Regions from separate parts of the Mus musculus genome. Here region 1 is linked to region 2. The links are chromatin contacts, called in public Hi-C maps. All regions are on one chromosome and are shown on one strand. Each heading gives the region's core, a stretch centred on a gene start, on an enhancer-like site or on the middle of the called end of the contact. The rest is flanking DNA. Distances are from core to core; before and after follow the strand shown. Region 1 has its middle 46 kb from the start of Lig4. Region 2 overlaps Fam155a (family with sequence similarity 155, member A).

Region 1 (4,041 bases), core at 594-3,093, 220 kb before region 2:
ACCTTTGCCTGTGGTTTGCCTACAATTCCCACTCTGGCTCATGTGTGAGGCAGCTGCCCTTTTGCTGCTGGCACTATTGAGGGAGATGGTGAAGCTTAAGGAGGTGGACCCCATGATGGATGTTTTTGGTTGTCAACTTGACTACACCTGGAATTAACTAAAACCGAAATGGCTGGGTGAACCTGTGAGAGATTTTTTTTCTTCATTAAGTCATTTGAAGTGGGGAGATCCACTTCTTATCTACATCTTTGAGTTGTGAAGATCCATCTTTGATCTGAACTATACCTTCTGCTAGAAGCCTATATAAAGGAGATTAAAAGAAAGAAGCCTGCTTTCTTTCTCTTTGCCTGTTTGCCCTCACTCTGGCCAGCAACTCCATTCCTTCACTAGCATTAAAGCTTACTTCTTTGGGATTCTGATGGATACTAAAAACCAGGAAAGCCATCCAGCCTTGAATACTTGGTCCTTCCATTGTTTGGCAGCCATTGTTCGACTAGCTGGACCAAAACCTGTAAGCCATTCTAATAAATCCTTTATCTCTATCTAATCTAAATCATCTAGGTAGCCATGTATCTACGAATTATTAATGTATCTATCTATCTATCTATCTATATATCTATCTATATATCTACTCTATAAATTGTTTCTCTAGAAAATCCTTGCTAATATAAGTTCTTACCTGGAGGAAGTAGGTGACTGGTAGAGATAATTGCAGAGCTCACACATGGCCCATCTTTCCTCTTTCTGCCTTCTGTCCTCCATGAGGTAGAGGGCTGCTTCTTTTTTGCACACATGCCACCATTGCATTTTGCTCAAGTGCATGAGTCCAAGCTGCCATAGCTGCTTGTGAGACACTGCGGAAATCACTTTTTGATAAAGTGTTCTCATTTGGTGTTTTGATCACAACGATACAGAAGAAACTAATACAGTTCTCAATACTCATGAATTCATCTTGCATCTTTTGCCTTTGTTTTTTGTGTTTCTGCAACTATTATACTAAACTGTTCTGTATCTTATTTTTAAAACATACTCCGGGGGTCTGTGGTAAACATAGAAGGGCATGTTAAAGAGGCATTGATAGATGCAGGGCTGCTTTCCTGATGCTCACATTTCAAAGGATGACTCCGTGTTTCTTGAAAATGACAGTCCTGAATTGCAAAACCAAGCTGGGGCTTTGAGAAGATTTACATCAATCAGAGGGGACAGAGGAAGTAGCCTATGTATGCACTCTGAGAACAGTGCCTGGGTACTGAAGTTCAGTTGTATTTAGGAAATATTGGGCTGTTTAAGTTGGGATCTGTGCTTTGTAGCCATGGGTGCATCTGACATTTCTAGATGGCCAAGAGAGCAGAAGTGAGTCAGGGGTTAGGCCAGGGCATGCACAGGCTTGAAAACCCTGATCCAAGGACTAATCTGTATTCTTTAAGGAGTCCTTGAGAGATTTTACACTTGGGAAATAGATGATCAGGCTTATAAATTAGCAGAATAGGGGAAAAGAAGGACTGATGCGGCTCAGACAGGGCTATAGAATAGTAATCGGATGCAGAGAGTCTTCTTGTTCACCACTTAGAGCATGTGGGTGTTTATTATTCCCACTTTCTCATGTTAAACCAAAGACTCCACGTGTTTAAATTCCCTCCCAAATGTTGTAGCTTCAGTACGTGTGGGCACTTTTAAGCTCAATCTGTCTCCCGAGAAGTCCAAAACTCACTTGGCAGCGAGGCTGCAGAACCTGTGTGGTCGCCAGACAGTGTGTGGGGTTTGCAGTGTAGGAGACAGGGTGACAAGTGAGTGGTACCCTGGACATATGCCACCGGCATGACTGTGGAAGACGGCAAAGCCAGCCAGTATTAGTGTCATCTGGCTGAGGATGGACGTCAGCTCCTAAAAGCATCCTCCTGGCCCACACCAGCTGTGTTCGCTTTCCTAGATTGAGGGAGACAATTCATATAAAAAAACTTCACTCACTGTGGGATCCTCAGAGTCAAAGGCTAGTACATTAAGAGAATAGACATCGTTTATAACTCAGTTTCCACTTAAAATATACCGGGGTAGATTATAATGCAGTGGAGTCCCATCATGAATTATTTATAAGTAGAGGAGTTTCTTCCTGTTTTATAACTGCGGATTTCCATAATTTGGAGCTGTCTGTGGATGACTCTAAAGCAGTCTGTAAGATATTTTTTTTTAAAAAAGAGAGAAAAAAAAGGAAATGGTTTGAGAAAATATCGGCTTTCATGCGCATTCCTTAGAATATTTTGTATTTTAAGTTAAGGAAGACTCACTTGAAGGCAGTATTGGATTTGATGGGTAGAAGTGTGGCATGGAGGAGCCTCAGGTCCTGGCTCTAGTGCACCCAGGCTGTGTCATTCCCAGGGCTTCACCCTACCTGGTGTTTGTTTCAGGCTGTCCCTGGCATTACTCTCCATGCTCCGTGACTGTCCCAACCCATCTTCACATAGCTGGAGACTTTCCTTAGCCTCCCCAGGCTCCAATGCCCCCATTTCATAGCTCCAGAAAGGAGATGACTACCAGGGCTGAGATCTATGTTTTTGTACGTGTGTGTGTGTGCGCGCGTGTGTGTGTGTGTGCGTGTGCGTGTGCATGTGTGTGTGTGTGTGTGTGTGTGTGTGTGTGTGTGTGTAACTCCGCGCGCTGGGCTTGGCAGCACATCTCTTTACCTGCCGAGCATCTCGCAGGCCCCAGGACCTCTGCTGATCCGCTGGATACTGAGGATCCAGGGGATGCTCTGTTTTATGTGATTTGTTCAATATTCCCATTGCCCTTCATTAGACTCCTTTCTTTATGTTGTGTTAGGTCCCTTATAACCTTTTTTTTTTCACATGGGAATCATTTTTGTTTTATTTGTTTACTGACTGTTTTTCCTTTTTATTTTAACAATCATTTCTTAGGTGGTACAATGTTACTTTTTTTTTTTTCTATGAACGTTCTCCTTACAATTTCAAATTAAAAAAAAAAAAAAAAACCGCCCCAGAAGCTAGAGAGATTGCTCAGTGGTTAGGAGCACTTGTTGCTCTTTCAGGGAAGTTTGGATCAATTCCTAGCATCCACATGATGGCTCACGATCTCCAGTTTCAGAGAATTCCACACTCTAGAAGAATACCCTTCATGAGCAGCAGGCGTTTATGAGATGCACAGACCTGCATACAGGCACAATATCCATTCCAGTAGAATTAAATAAACACACACACACACACAAACATGCACATGTATGTGTGTGCACACGCATGCATATGCACACCCATGCATACACTCATGTGTGCACATGCACACACCTAGACTACACAGCAGCACTGAATGTATGCTCACTCATCAGTGTTTTTTGATTGCACAAGATTCTCTTCATTGGTCTGTTTGAAAGTTACGCCTTCATACCTTTCCAGCACATTGAGGGAAGTTCCATTTGAGTCAGAATAATCCAACCATAGGCTATGCAGAATGAGGATGACATTCTGCCATGTGGCATTTACATCCTTCCATGGGGGACGCATTTTTAAGGTGCTTACTTTTTGAAATGCTGAAGTGAAAGTAAAAGAGGGACGCCGTTCTGGAAATATGTGTCCTTTCTGTCACCTCCAAGTTGTTGATTCCTCAGAAAGATTTCAATTCCATTATGTATCACCAAGTATTATATAAACTGTCACTTTCACTTAAGTTCTAATTTATTTATTTGTTAGTTAAGTTTATTTATGTGTATGCTTTCTTTTTTCTGTGTCCTCAGTGAGTTCTGTCTCAACTAGATAAATTTAGATTCTCTTGCAGTGATACCTTTTAACCACGTGGAGTCCTGACTGTGGGTCATTTACAGAAATCAGATAAAGGAGCCAGATACAGAGCACCTAGCTCAAGGCCACAAGTCTGAGAGATAATCATGATAGATTGTGATAATATTGCAAAGCAATACACTCTCATAAGCAAGTGACCACACACTCCAGATGTTAAAGAATATCTGCTATTTCAAGGTAGACACTAGGCACTAACTGTGCCACAAGCTTCTACAAGGCTATTGTCCCAAATATA
Region 2 (3,982 bases), core at 1,255-3,754:
CAGGACACATATTTAGTTAGCCCTGGACAGGATTTTAATTTTCTGCCGTCAGCTTCTAGGAAAAGCTTGTCAGAAATGGATGGAGCGATCCATATTTTCCATTGACAGCTGCCAAGATCCAACCAGAACCATCTGCTTCATTACTATTTCCTTGAACTGGATTTCCTTGAAATTCTGTGTGCACAGCAGCAGACCGGATCATCACCTATAACTAACTGGGTTGTGATTCTATCTCCCACCTTTAGCAATTGCTCATCTATTCAAAGCCTTTCTTGCAAATATTTTAAAATAAAATGACATCATGTTATCCCACACTTAATTCATTGTCCTGAAATATCTGGGTGAAATATCATTGTATGCATGGATGATTAGGAAGGAAAATTACCTGTGGAGGCAGCATAGAGTATTTTAATGAAATAATTCCACTCATTCATTTTGAATGTCTCGATTTCTCTGACAGCAAATCACACTGCTGCAGCAAGCTCTTAGTGTTCTTTTGACAAATATGCCTGCATTATACCATGTAAAGGCACTTTAAAAATGTTTCAGTGTGTAGAAAATCTGTATGATCAGTATAAGTGAAACCAAGCATTATTTAAAGAAATTTACTCCATTTAATTGACAGGACGTATGTGACCTAGGTCAAGACAAGTCTGAAAACTTGGCGTTCCAGAAATATGGGCGCAGAGCTGGAGTTAGCACATATAATCTATAGAAAGAAGCTTTGCCCACAGGGACCATCTCCTGTTATATATCAATGCCCTTGCGTGAAATATCTATATTATTTCAGACGTGAGTGTGAGATTCCAATTTTAAGCACTGCCTCCAGTTATTGATGGTGAAGTTGGTTGTCACTCTACCTGCAATTTAGAAATTATTTTAATGTGAAAGCATGCAAATCATATTAATGAAAACAATGCAAAGAGTAATAATCATATTAAAGTAATTCAAACAAAATATCTAAAAGCCAAGGACCTTGAATAGTAGTAACCTCTCCTTGGTCATTCATCTTTTTGCCCAGAGAAGTTAGGCCAGAATTAACCCTCAGAGGGTCTGAGGGGGGATGCAGAGAAAGCATTTTCTATGCAATTGTGAGGGTCAGAGTTTGTACCCCAGCTCTCATGAAAATCCTCAGTGGGTGTAATGTCAGCTTTTAATTCCAGTGCTCATGAGGGAGATCCTGGGATTCCCAATGCTAGCTGGCTGACTGGACTGTACCTGTTGCCAAGCTCTGGGTGCAGTTGTAAGGCCCCCTGAATGAGGTGGGAGGAGAACACTCAAATAAGGCTAGCGATGTCTTCCTTTGGCATCCACACGTGTGCATATGTGTGTGCATGTGTACATGTGTCATTCTCTCTCTCTCTCTCTCTCTCTCTCTCTCTCCCTCCCTCCCTCCCTCCCTGCCTCCCTCCTTCCCTCCCTCCCTCCCTCCTTCTTATATTTATAATTCTTAGATTTATAGTTCAGGCAACCAAACAAATATCAGTTGTAGTTATCTCCTTTGGATGTGGTGCTGGGGGTTGAACCTGGAGTCTCAAACAACATGCTAGGGAACTGCTCTACCACAGAGCGCATCCCTGCTTGTGGATCCATAGAAAGTCATGACCTGCCATAGTGAAGGTTGATGTCCAAGTTTCTGTCAACAATGGCATTTCTCCTCTGTCTTCTCCTCTCAAAAAATTCCATTTTCCCTTCATTTTGTTTTAATTTTGTTCATCTTCTTTCCCCCTGCATACACTCAAGAAACAGAGGAGCCATGCTGGGGAGCCCCCAATTGTTCTTTATATGCCAAGTTCCAAGAAATGATGGAGACATAGAAATTTCCTAAAATGTGATCACAATTCTCTCTTTTCCTCAATTTCTATTTACCTTTCCCCCTGGAAAATTTTATTCTCATTGATTGTGAAATACATGTGCATGGAATCCCAGAGGACCCCCTGTCTTCTTCAGCGCCGTGGCTGTTGTTTCTGCCTCCTGTGAAGCAGATATGCACACAACTAGACCCTGCTTTCTCCATTTTTGTTCCATTCATTCACCCAATCACTTTTTAAAACCGTTCTTCTGATTGGTGGCTCTTTGGCCTGATGTGTTTAACACCTGTTAATTCTATCTTCAAAGGATTCTCATTATCAGTCCACAGACCCTCTTATGAGAGTTACCAGAGATACAAGCCTTACAAAGTTAAAGCCACTTGTAAACATGAATACTGAGTCCAGACTGCCAGGCTCTGAATAGGATGGAGATGCTGATGTAGGGGCAGTTAGAAAAGGTGACAAATGCAGAGCTAGCTGCTTTTGCTCACCATTTCATCCTTTAAAAACTTATCGACCAGGGTGGTTACAGGAAGCTCGAGGGAGCTAGAGTTTGCTGGTGTCTACTGTGTCCTTGGCACTGAGCTCAGCCGTTTGCACACATTTACCCATGTCACGGCCACATCAGTAACAGCAGGGCTGCTCTGCGGAGCCAGACCCAGGAAAGAAGCTGTCAGCAGAACAGAAGGTGCGGAGGCTGAGGCTCTACCTCCTCATCTGCTCGTGACTTTGCCTGCTTTGATTTCCTACTGAAGGTGTAGGAGCCTGCAGGAGGCAATGTCTCCAGCCACAGTCAGTTTGCAAGGCGCCCTCAGGGCTGGACTAAGTTATAGGCAGAGGGTCCACACTTAGGAAAAGAGGTCCAGAGACAAATGGGCAGTGGGGAACCTCCAACTCTGCCATTTCCAGGTTGTTTGAATAACTTATATTCCCTAAGCCCTTGCTTTCCTCTACAGCAAGACGAGGAAAGAGTTGTTATGAAATTGAATGAGAAAAGTTCTTGACATAAACAGATGCCCAGAAGGCCAGACTTTATGCTGTCCTTACTACTTACCATCTAAAACAACGTTGAATTTTGTCCTGCAGTGTTTGGAGAGAATGTTCGTCTTAATTGCCAAGACTCCTCGGCCTATGGATTGTATTCCAAGGGTCAGCAGCCAAATACTGTAGTTCCCGGATGCTGGTTCCCCTTACAGCGGCTAATTCTATTTTGAAAGGTTACAAAGAGAACCGCAAGGAGTCTTCACAGTGAAAGTCCTCCCTCTCTGGGTGCTCTGTATCAAATGTTTTCAAGGGCATGGCTCCTCTGTTTCTTGAGTGTATGTAGGGGAAAAGGAGATGAACAAAACTAAGACAAAATGAAGAGAAAACGGAATTTGCTGAGAGGAGAGGGCAGGCGAGAAATATCATTGTTGACAGAAACTCAGATATCAACCTTTGCTATGGCAGGTCATGACTTTTTATGCATCCACAAGCACAAGGGTTGTTACTCATTTCAAAAACTGTGCTTCAACCAGGAATGGAAATGTACTGACTGCTAGAGACCACAGGTGAGTACCCTTAACTGGAAACATATATGTATTATGCATTTATTAATTACAATTCTCCATGCAAAAGACAAACATATACACAAAATTAAAATCACTGCATCAGACAATTGATGATCAGTTCCAAGGAATAGACTGACAGCGGAGACCCCCACACTTAGAAGGATAAAAGCCGGGTGTGTAGGACAAGCATAACCCCCCCCCCCCTCCCAGGTCATTACCCATCTTTGCCTTTTGAGACTGGGTCTCTCTTTGGTCTGGCATTCACCGGGGTCCAGGCTGGCTGGTTAGTGATCCTCAGGGACCCATCTGTTTCCAGCTTTCCAGCACTGGGTCATGAGCACATCCCACCACATTCGACCTTTTATTAATGTGGATTCCATGGGAGCTTGGACCCTTGCTTCCAAGGCCACTACTTCACTGACTTAGCTGTCAAGGCAACCCTTGGCTGCTGGTGTTAAACATGCCATTGATTCTGTGAGAACTCATCTGTATGAAAAACAGAAAACAATATAGACAGTATCGCCCGTGTCTATGACTTAAAATTTCTATAAAAGTATGCTAGCGTCAAAATCTTTTATTTCCTGTTAAGAAATGCTCTCTTTGTTTTACAGTTGAGAGGAT

What was found. Hi-C and Micro-C count contacts between places; a contact is called where the count stands out from the background.
Region 1: a contact with region 2 is called in a Hi-C map of cerebral cortex, with 8 times the contacts expected there. The contact joins two enhancer-like sites. A contact is called at or near these places in 6 of 484 Hi-C or Micro-C datasets (cerebral cortex, embryonic stem cells, nephron progenitors and 2 more).

What each region holds. Positions count from the first base shown.
Region 1 is chr8:9,928,008-9,932,048 of GRCm38.p6, reverse strand. No RefSeq gene overlaps it. Among named protein-coding and RNA genes, the nearest start is that of Lig4, 46 kb to the left of the region's middle. Within about 2 kb of position 1,843, at least 16 of the 459 cell types and tissues checked have an H3K27ac peak or open chromatin away from gene starts, as enhancers often do. A contact at or near this core is called in cerebral cortex, where this site is marked.
Region 2 is chr8:9,706,138-9,710,119 of GRCm38.p6, reverse strand. All of the region lies in intron 1 of Fam155a (family with sequence similarity 155, member A), which reads left to right. Among named protein-coding and RNA genes, the nearest start is that of Fam155a, 63 kb to the left of the region's middle. Within about 2 kb of position 2,504, at least 11 of the 459 cell types and tissues checked have an H3K27ac peak or open chromatin away from gene starts, as enhancers often do. A contact at or near this core is called in cerebral cortex, where this site is marked.